Regions from separate parts of the Mus musculus genome. Here region 1 is linked to region 2. A link is a contact called in public Hi-C data. All regions are on one chromosome and are shown on one strand. The core of a region is the stretch at or near the end of the contact, and the rest is flanking DNA. Distances in the headings are between cores, read along the strand shown. Region 1 overlaps Fubp3 (far upstream element (FUSE) binding protein 3). Region 2 overlaps Ass1 (argininosuccinate synthetase 1).

The links. Hi-C and Micro-C count contacts between places; a contact is called where the count stands out from the background.
Region 1: a Hi-C map of the N1E-115 cell line shows a contact between it and region 2, with 2.3 times the contacts expected there. The contact joins two enhancer-like sites. A contact is called at or near these places in 9 of 484 Hi-C or Micro-C datasets (the 3T3-L1 cell line, the HPC-7 cell line, the N1E-115 cell line and 4 more), 5 of 115 datasets of contacts at active chromatin or transcription factors (double positive thymocytes, embryonic basal ganglia, embryonic stem cells and 2 more) and 4 of 9 other capture datasets (adipose tissue, embryonic stem cells, liver and 1 more).

Annotation. Positions count from the first base shown.
Region 1 is chr2:31,616,625-31,621,029 of GRCm38.p6, forward strand. Fubp3 (far upstream element (FUSE) binding protein 3) reads left to right here. Exons shown (of 18, transcript NM_001033389.4): 18 at 1-902. Among named protein-coding and RNA genes, the nearest start is that of Mir6998, 6.4 kb to the left of the region's middle. Within about 2 kb of position 1,432, at least 11 of the 459 cell types and tissues checked have an H3K27ac peak or open chromatin away from gene starts, as enhancers often do. A contact at or near this core is called in the N1E-115 cell line, where this site is marked.
Region 2 is chr2:31,510,033-31,514,486 of GRCm38.p6, forward strand. Ass1 (argininosuccinate synthetase 1) reads left to right here. Exons shown (of 16, transcript NM_007494.3): 13 at 78-209. Among named protein-coding and RNA genes, the nearest start is that of Gm32952, 40 kb to the right of the region's middle. Within about 2 kb of position 2,014, at least 12 of the 459 cell types and tissues checked have an H3K27ac peak or open chromatin away from gene starts, as enhancers often do. A contact at or near this core is called in the N1E-115 cell line, where this site is marked.

The DNA of each region.
Region 1 (4,405 bases), core at 182-2,681, 110 kb after region 2:
TCTTAGGTGGTAATGTAACAAATTCTTTAAAAATTTTTGAAGCAGTATTTAAATATTCGTAAATGTAAATTCATTGTGTTTCACCTCTAATTTCTTGTATCTTGGCTGTCTGGTTTTATTGCATTTTTTAAAAAAAACTGAACTATTATGTATTGTAATTAATGATGTGAATTTTGAACTGAGACGGGTCCTTGTGTTGCGGGAGGGTCATTTGTGGGTTATGTCATTTCTAGCGTTTTGATGGTGATGCAGAGACGCGGTCTGCCTTCGTGTAAGCTGCTCGTCTCCATTATCCAGGGCAGTTGTGTGTCTAAGACCTCCAAGCTGGTTTTAAAAACAAAAAGCCTTTCTCTATTCTCAGAAATATAAATACTGTTATTTTTAATATTAAAAAGAAATTCAATATAACTTTTAACAAACACTGTGGACATTAAACCATATAAAAAAATGTAGTAACTATTTTTTAATTCCAGGGTGTTTTTGCTTTTTTTCCTTAAATATTTTCTTAATATTTGTCAAATTAACTAGATAAATAAATAAATCTAGTATTAACAACAGTATGAGTTAAATAATTTTGATTTAATAAAAGGGATACTATGATTTCCAATGTTTACTGTAGTGTATCTGTACAGATAACATGTATTTTTAAAGGAAACACGGAGTTGAAGCTATTTTTTCCTGCATTTTGGATTGACCTGAGGAACATTCCGTTTGAAACGTGCTCGTTACGGTTTGCCGTTCTTGTTTTCCTTATGATGCTTGAAATGTCTAACTATTAAAAAGGCATTGGAAATGTTATGCATGTTGTTTTTTAAAGATGTTCTTTTTATTTGACTGACAATTCATTTTACACTCTATATAATAAAATTTCCACAAGATGTCTTGTGGGCAAAGTGTTCTTAGTCTGTTTTGTTTGCTGGCCCCTGTCTCTTGCCCTGCCTAGCTGATAATGGCTCTGCATCAGCCCAACTCTTTGATATACACAGCCTCTGGGGACTTCTGAAGTAAAGTTCGTTTTATGTGGCAGCTTTACACTTGACCCTTTGACTTAAGGCCACACTAAGGACCGGCCTTCACAGTGACAGCATCTGAGCGAGAACAGTCCTGCTTGGTCCTGAGAAAGGTGTGGTCCCTGAGGAAGCCAATGGGTCAGCACCCCACTGAGCTGAGACCCTCCCCACCCCCCACTCTGAGGTGGCATGTTCTCACCTAAAAGCACACCAGCCCTGCCCTGTGTGTGCGCGCGCCTAGGCGGTCTCCCTGCCTGTGGCACCCTCAAGGCCCACTCACCCATGCCAAGAGTCATAAATGGCGCAGGCTTGCGGGAGGATGCATTTTCTTAAATGTATCGGTAAGTACAGATTAGCGTTTGTCCCCAGTGAAATCTTCCCAGCAGGCCCAGGTAGGACTCTGAGACTGCAGCAGATGCATCCCTTTTGTTCTGAGAAAACAAGAATACAACCCCACCTACCGCAGGCCTACCACAGGGCCCAGAGGGGGAAAGGCAGCCTTGCTGGCTGTTTTCTATCTCTGTTTGAAAGCAACTGGTTTGAAATTTAGTTTCTTACCAGGGCATCTGCCTGGCTCAGCCTTCACCCTGTACTTACATACTATGGAATTGTCCCAGTGTAGTCAGTCACCAGTCCTTGCTCAGAACCCTCTTCCTGGTGTGTGTTTGTATATATCGAAAGAGAAATAGTAGACCCATTAGAGTGTGTGTGTGTGTGTGTGTGTGTGTGTGTGTGAACATACAACAGGCCCATTACGATAACGTGCATGTGTTTGTGTGCCTTGTCTCCACCACACACTTGAGAATGAGAGACACATCTGTGGATCCTTTAGCCCAAAATGGTATGGAGAATGTCCCATCTGGGCCACACTGAGGCCTGTTGAGAGCCGGAAGACAAAAAGGAGATGTGGCATCTTTAACTACACCTCTAGAGAATCGAGTTTGACATTGAGAAATTGAATAGTGAAAGCCACTGGGGAGGGGGAGGGCCAGCCACAAGGGCAGCAGCGCTGATGGCAGTAATGCAAGTTGGAGAGGGCATTACAGGGAAGACTTCCTTCTAATTCATCTTCCATGCTCAGTGCCAAAACAGCATTTGGCATGGCTCACAGGGAGCAATTGTGTGATAATGAACCCTAAGGTGTCCCTTAATTGAAGACTGAGCATTGCGGTTTGTGCCAAGAGTCATAAATGGCGCAGGCTTGCGGGAGGATGCATTTTCTTAAATGTATCGGTAAGTACAGATTAGCGTTTGTCCCCAGTGAAATGCCGTACTATAAATTATGGAAATCTCTCTTTCCCTCTGATGCAATCTTCTGTTGGGGGGTGGGGTGTGCAGAGCAGCAGGCCGCAGGGGGGAAAGTTTGCAAGCATATGAAATTTGGCCTCTCATTAACATGGCGCCCGCCCTCTGAAGATGGTTTCCATCAGCAGTCTGTCGTCCTGGAAGGCTAAAGTGCTTGAAATGTACCAGGTTCAGCGGTTGTGTTCCATTAAGAAAGCTGCATGGTCATCATGGAGGGCAGTATGTGTTTGGCGAGGTAGGAGTGGGTGGTGCCTGGTCTGTCTTCAGAGGGCTCCCCCAACACCCACCTTGCCACACCCATGCTGGCTCTGCCCACAATCAGGATTCAGCAGGACTTCCGCTGAACTGAAGCAGCCCCATCCAAATTGGAACTGGAGTGAGGAATTCTCCATCCTCCAAGACATGCACCTCCATAACCGCCCCTGGCCTGTCAAGTAGGAGGCAGTCTTATGCCTCAGTGGGACCATCTTAGATGGTGATCACCCATGTATCTGTCCTATGGCCCCACAGGCATACAGATGGTGTGCTGAAGTGCCCGGACCAAGGGGCACTGGACATGCGGGAGCCCGGCTCCAGCTGGCTCCCGGACTGCTGTTTCCCAGGCCCACTTCCAGCCCTCCAGGGCCCAGCTGGGGTTTAGGTTGAGCTAATGCAATGCAACTGCTCCTGAAGGACTCAGATTAATGGCCAGAAAGTGGTCTGACAATCCCACAGGGGGCTGCTGAGCCAGGGTGCTTGCATGGTTATCTTGGGCTTTGTCTTAAGCCTTTCTCCAAGTTCCAAAAGGGAGTGCTCACCCTTTCCATACTGGACCCAAGGCTGGAAGGTACTGACCTACACCTTGACACAGACTCAAAGGGGCAGGTGCTGTGTGGTCCAAGCCTTCTGTGGTAGGGCCAAGCCCACTACTCACAGAGCAGGTAGTCCCTGGACAGTTGCTGGTGAGGTAGCTGAGGTGGAATGTCCTAGGACAAGAGCAGAAGTCATTTGACATTTACCTCATTAAGATGTATTTGAAATCCTTACCCAATACCTTTGCAGTCATTCATGGATCGAAGTCAGTATGACTGTCCTGTGCCATCTCCCACAGAGCTCAGACAGTATCATTTCTTTCTCTATATCCTGGCTGAGCTTGAACTCAGATCCACCTGCCTCTGCCTTCCGAGTGCCAGGATTAAAGGCGTGCGCCACCACTGTCTGGCTTGTGTGTCATTTTAGACAAGAGTCTGCGTCCCACACGGCCACATTCTTCAGATGTCTGTGCTTTTCGTTGGCGATTGTGCTGTTAAACTCCAAGCACGATAAGCCACAAGCACTGCTTGATAACTCTGAGCATGGGAAGCTGGGTGGGCCTTTAGGCAATAGGTATGGGCATTGGACTGCATGCAGGCCTGAGTAGGTTCTGTGCCTGTGAGCTGGATGTCGGTGGGTCAAAGTTGATACCTACGTACACCTGTAAATATAGACACAGTTCTAAGCATAGATGCTCATCTGTGCTTCCTGACTGCAGATGCAATGTGACCAGCCATCTCATGCTCCTGCCTCCACAGCCTCCCCGCCGTGACGCACTGAATAGATGGAATCAAAGGAGCCTTGCCTTAGGTTGCTTTGGTGAGGGATTGTCACAGCAAGGAGAAAAGGAACACACTTCCAGCCTCAGTGTGACCGACCACCCTGTTCATGAAGTGGGATGAATCCAGCTAAGGTCACCATGGGAAGTGGCAGCTGGTCCTGACCACCATGGTGGCTTTCTGCAAGTGCAGTGGGGGCAAGCTGATCTAAACACAGCACAGAGCTATTCCACCCCACGTCACCCCCGCGCCGAGTCTCAGCAGCCAGCACCTGGAAAAGACCAGCTAGGACAGGATGGCACCCTGCAAGCAGCCAGATTCACACCATAGTAACATGGGTGACAAATGGGCGTGGTTGGTCAAAGCTGCTTCATTCTGATGTGAAGTGACTTTTCTGGAAATCTCACTTCTGGCTCTTCACAAACAAATCTACAACCCTCTGCTGTGTCAGATTATCTGACCATCACTTCCCTGAGAAGCAGGCACCCTAGCCCAGAACTGAAGCTCTCAGCTCTCCAG
Region 2 (4,454 bases), core at 764-3,263:
GTCATTTGCTGACAGTTTGGGTTTCATGTGTTTCTCTCTTTTTTTCCCTTTTTCCCCCTGCCTGGAAAAATGGCTAGGTATCTACGAGACCCCAGCAGGGACCATCCTTTACCACGCTCATTTAGACATAGAGGCCTTCACGATGGATCGGGAAGTACGCAAAATCAAGCAGGGCCTGGGCCTCAAATTCGCAGAGCTCGTATACACAGGTATGTCCGAGTCCCAGCCGCCCCTGGCACTCCACCCCCAGTGACGCTCCACCCCCAGGGCCCCTAGGACTCAGACCTTCACTTTCATCAATTATGCCTTCCTCCCATCTAGCCCCACCCACTAGCATCCTCTTCAGAACTCTCAAGTACACATGGAAGGTTGGACCAGGGGTGAGGGACAGAGGAAGGGACAGTGGGGTGGCCTTTTTGTGAGTGCCAAGGGAGACATGGAAGCCTCCAAAGTTGTTTAGTTGTATCCATTACAGTGTCAAAAGAAGGACTATGAGTCATTCCCAGTGTTAGCCAGACTGAATTCAGTAGGAACCCAGTACTTGGCAAAGATATAGGGCTCCAGACAACCTGCGTGGTTCCCACAAACCTCCCTGGTGGTCTAAGTTTCCTTCTACAGATGAGGAAATGAGCTGGGAGCCTGTAGGGAGGTGGGAGTGAGGGCTGGCTTGGGCCCTGTTAATCCTTCCAGAAGACACTGCTTACTAACCTTCAAAAGGGCATGCGCAGAGAAGCACATGCGTGCCCTGAGCAGTTCTGCTCCGGGACCCAGACTTTATATACAGTCTTCGTAGTGGGAATCAGGGGCCCTAAGCCCCAGTCCCTGATCAGACCTGGCTTGGTGCCCATTTTTCTGCCACTTGTGAACTAAGAATCATTTTAAGCTTTTTTTTTTTTTTTTTAATGATTGGAAAGGAAACCAAACTTTCATGACATGGAAATTATGTGAAATTCAACACAGCCCTCATGTCCCTGTAGTCCCTTTGGGCTGCAGTGGCAGGGCAGAGTTGATTTAGCAGAAACCTGAAGGCATACACAACCTACAACAGTGGCAACATATGCCTCTATCCCAGCATTCTTGATCCCTACAAGTTTAAGGCAATCCTGGGCTACACAATGAGACCCTGTCTTTAAAAAAGACCAAAGCAGTGCTATCATACACCTATAAGCCAGGCACACACAGGCACTCGTGCACGCACGCGCGCACACACACATACACACACAGGCATGCACACATACACACACACACACACACACACATATGCACTTGTTCACACTCATTTATAGGAGACATTTTCTGACCTTGTCTATAATATTTGCACCTCCTTAGTTTGGACGATTTTGTCAGGCAGCCTCTCAGAAAACAGGCTGTTGCTGCCAACAGCCAACCTTGGCAGTTTTGTGGGCCGGAAGTCTGAGTGTCTGGATAGATGTCAGTCATAGCCACCTGGCTGAGGCCTCTGGCCACGCCTGTCCCCATCCCCATCCTCCCAGGCCTGCTGGAATCCATCCCAGCCTTGGCTGGCACTCTATCCTCCTGCCATTGTTCTCAGCGTTGAAGTGCAATCCCCCCTCTCCAGGTACAGACAGGTGTTTAAATATCATGGCTTCCTACTGGCTCGGCAGGACTCCGGTGCTTAAAGGTGGATTCTGGTTACAAAGTGGGATTGACATTAAGACATGGCAGGGCGTAGGGGAGAGGAGAGAGCACCTGGCTTGAGTGCCCAGGAGGCATCCCGAGGGCTGAGCCTGGCAGAGGACAGTGGGCGGGCTTCCGGGATCCCACAGTGTCAGCATCTCTCACTGTCTGCTGTCTTTTTGGCACTGGACTAGGCACCTGATGGGTGTTACCTAACCTTAGCTGCACAGAGATGGGGAAACTGAGGTCCAGGCAAAGATACTTTATCAGAGGTCTTGTGGCTAAGTTACAAAGGTTGAACCTGACACAGGCAGGCTTCAAAAGTCACTCCCACAGGACCTGGGAAGCTGTTAGAAAGGATTGATTGGGGGCGGGGGGGGGGGGTGCCATGACACGCCCAGGAAGCCTTGGCTACAGGCACAGTGCCTAGGTTGAGTCCCTGCTCTGTCAGCCAGCAATGAGCCCTGCAAATCCCAAAATGAGGCTGAGCGATTAGGAGCTTTCAAAGGAAATAAAACCTTGGAGCAGAGAGAGGAACAAGGCAGGGAGCAAGACTTAGACCAGGTCGTTATTGCTAACATTAACTCTGCCATATCCAGGTGTCCACAGAGGTCAGAGCCAGCCCTCTGGCTGTCCAGAGTGCTCTTGATTGGCCCCTTGCTGGAAGGAGGCATATTGCAGACCCAGCCTGGCTGGATGCTGCCGCTCCTCTCCCTTCTCCTCAGCTGTCCCATCTAAAGAGTGGAAATGGCCACTCCGAGGCATGGGTGTACCATGCATCTGGAACAGCGCCAGCGACTACTAACTAACTGAGACCTGGCGTGATTTCCAGTGTGGGCGCTGAGAGGCTTTGCCTCTGCTTGGCTTTATGGTCTTAGGTAAATCTGTTTCCTCCCTGGGCCTCAGTTTCCCCTCCTGTAAATCCCAAGGGCTCTAGGGCTAAGACGTGCTAGGGTCTATTCCCTTCCCACTAAGCACCCCGGTTCACAACCCATCACTCTACCTTAGAGCTACCCTTTTAGCTTTTCTGTGGTCTCAGGGCACAAATGGGGAGGTTGGGACACAGAGAAGCCTTCCTAGGTTCATAGGCTTCCAGGACACTGTCCCTGACTCTGCCTGATCATCTCCCTCTATTCCCCTTTTCCTGATTTCCCTACTGGCTCTACGGAGTTCAGTGAGACGCTCTTCCCGGTCAGCCCAGCAGGACTCCAGCTTCAGGACCCTGAAGGCGCCTGACGAACATTTTATTTAGTAGCTGTACCTCACCTAGTTAACACGCCTCCTCCCGCCTGTCCTCAACATGAAAATGGGTGTAGTGTATAACTCTAGCAGACACTTGTTCCAATCAGAACAGAGGCCTGTATGCTGGGCTTGGGCCAGGGGAGCCCTCTGTAGCTCAGCCCCAAGCCCCACCCCCTGTGCACCGCAGGCCTGAACATGCACGATCTCTCCTGTGCCATGGGACCAGGCTGCTGGCCCATTTCAGGCCAGGTCCACTAGGGAAAGAAACTTGAGCCTAAGACCCCTGTGGGCTAGAGAAACAGATCTCAGATAAAGCCAGGGCCAGGGCTCTGAGACTGATCTCTGCCCTTCCTATCAACAGCTCCATCTCCACCTGCCTTCCAGCCTGGGAGGATAATGGACTAATTATCCCAACTGAGAAAATCAAAGAGCAGGCAGGACACAGGGATGGGGGTGTGTGTGAGGGGGGTAGGGATGCAGGGCGGGGAGGGTGATTGATGTCCCCTCCCAAAGAGACCAGTGGCGTTTTAAAGTCCTTGGTTTAGAAGTGTTCCATCAGATCTGAATCCTGCCATGGTCCTGCTGTGTGACTTTGTACATGTTCTTTGCTTCTCTGGGCCTTTCTCCTGGTTTACAGTAAGGGGCCGTCAGAGGTCATAGTGTTGGAACAGCAGAGTTAAGTGCTCACTGAATCCACATATCCCTGCAGAGCAGTTAAGTAATCATATCTTGCTATGCGCGTGCGCACACACACACACACACAAGACTGAGCCCATCCCTTCTCTGTGGTGCCTCTCCAGGCCTCTAACAGTAGCTGGGCCTTGCTAACCTACCCTCTTATCAGGGTAGGAGATCACAGACCATCTGGCCCCACAGCTGCCCGGGTGGGCTCACCTTCCTGGCTCTTTCAAAAACCTTCTGCCTGGCCTGCCCCTCCCCCAACCCTGACTATGGCCACCTGCTGCTGTCCCTTGGATTCTGGGGCCCTTGCTCTCTCCTAAAGGAAAGGCTGTCTGTCCAAGGATGTTGGGCTATAGGGGGAGGAAGTGTGCTTCCTCAGTGCTGTGTGCAAATAGAGGATGCTCCGGTCATATAAAGGAAAGCACCTATCATGACAGGAAATAGTCACTGACCCTCAGCTCCCACTCACAGACTGGGTCAGCTTGGACAAACTGCTTGCTCTGTTGACTCTCCTCTTCCTCCTCCATTGGAGTATAGGGTCACGGGGCAGAGAGAGTAGTTCAGGGCCTACCCAGGACACCATCCAAAGCAGTCCCGCATACCCAGTGCTTGTTGGGTACAAGGGCTTCACTCAGCACTGCTGCATTATTTTGCAGGAATGGAAACAGCTGTAGGCCCCAGAGCCCCATAGCCTGTCTGACCACAAACCAGGCTGGCCTTTCTGGGTGCCCTCATTGCTTAGCCTCATGGCATGTGCCTCTGAGCCCTATCCAAGATCTCCTATCTTCGTTAGCAAAATGGAGCCCTCTTGGGTGAGGGTCAGGGTCTTCCCATAACTCCTGTGTATGCCTGTGCATGAAGAAGGGGTATGCCTTCCTTCTGACCTTTATGCC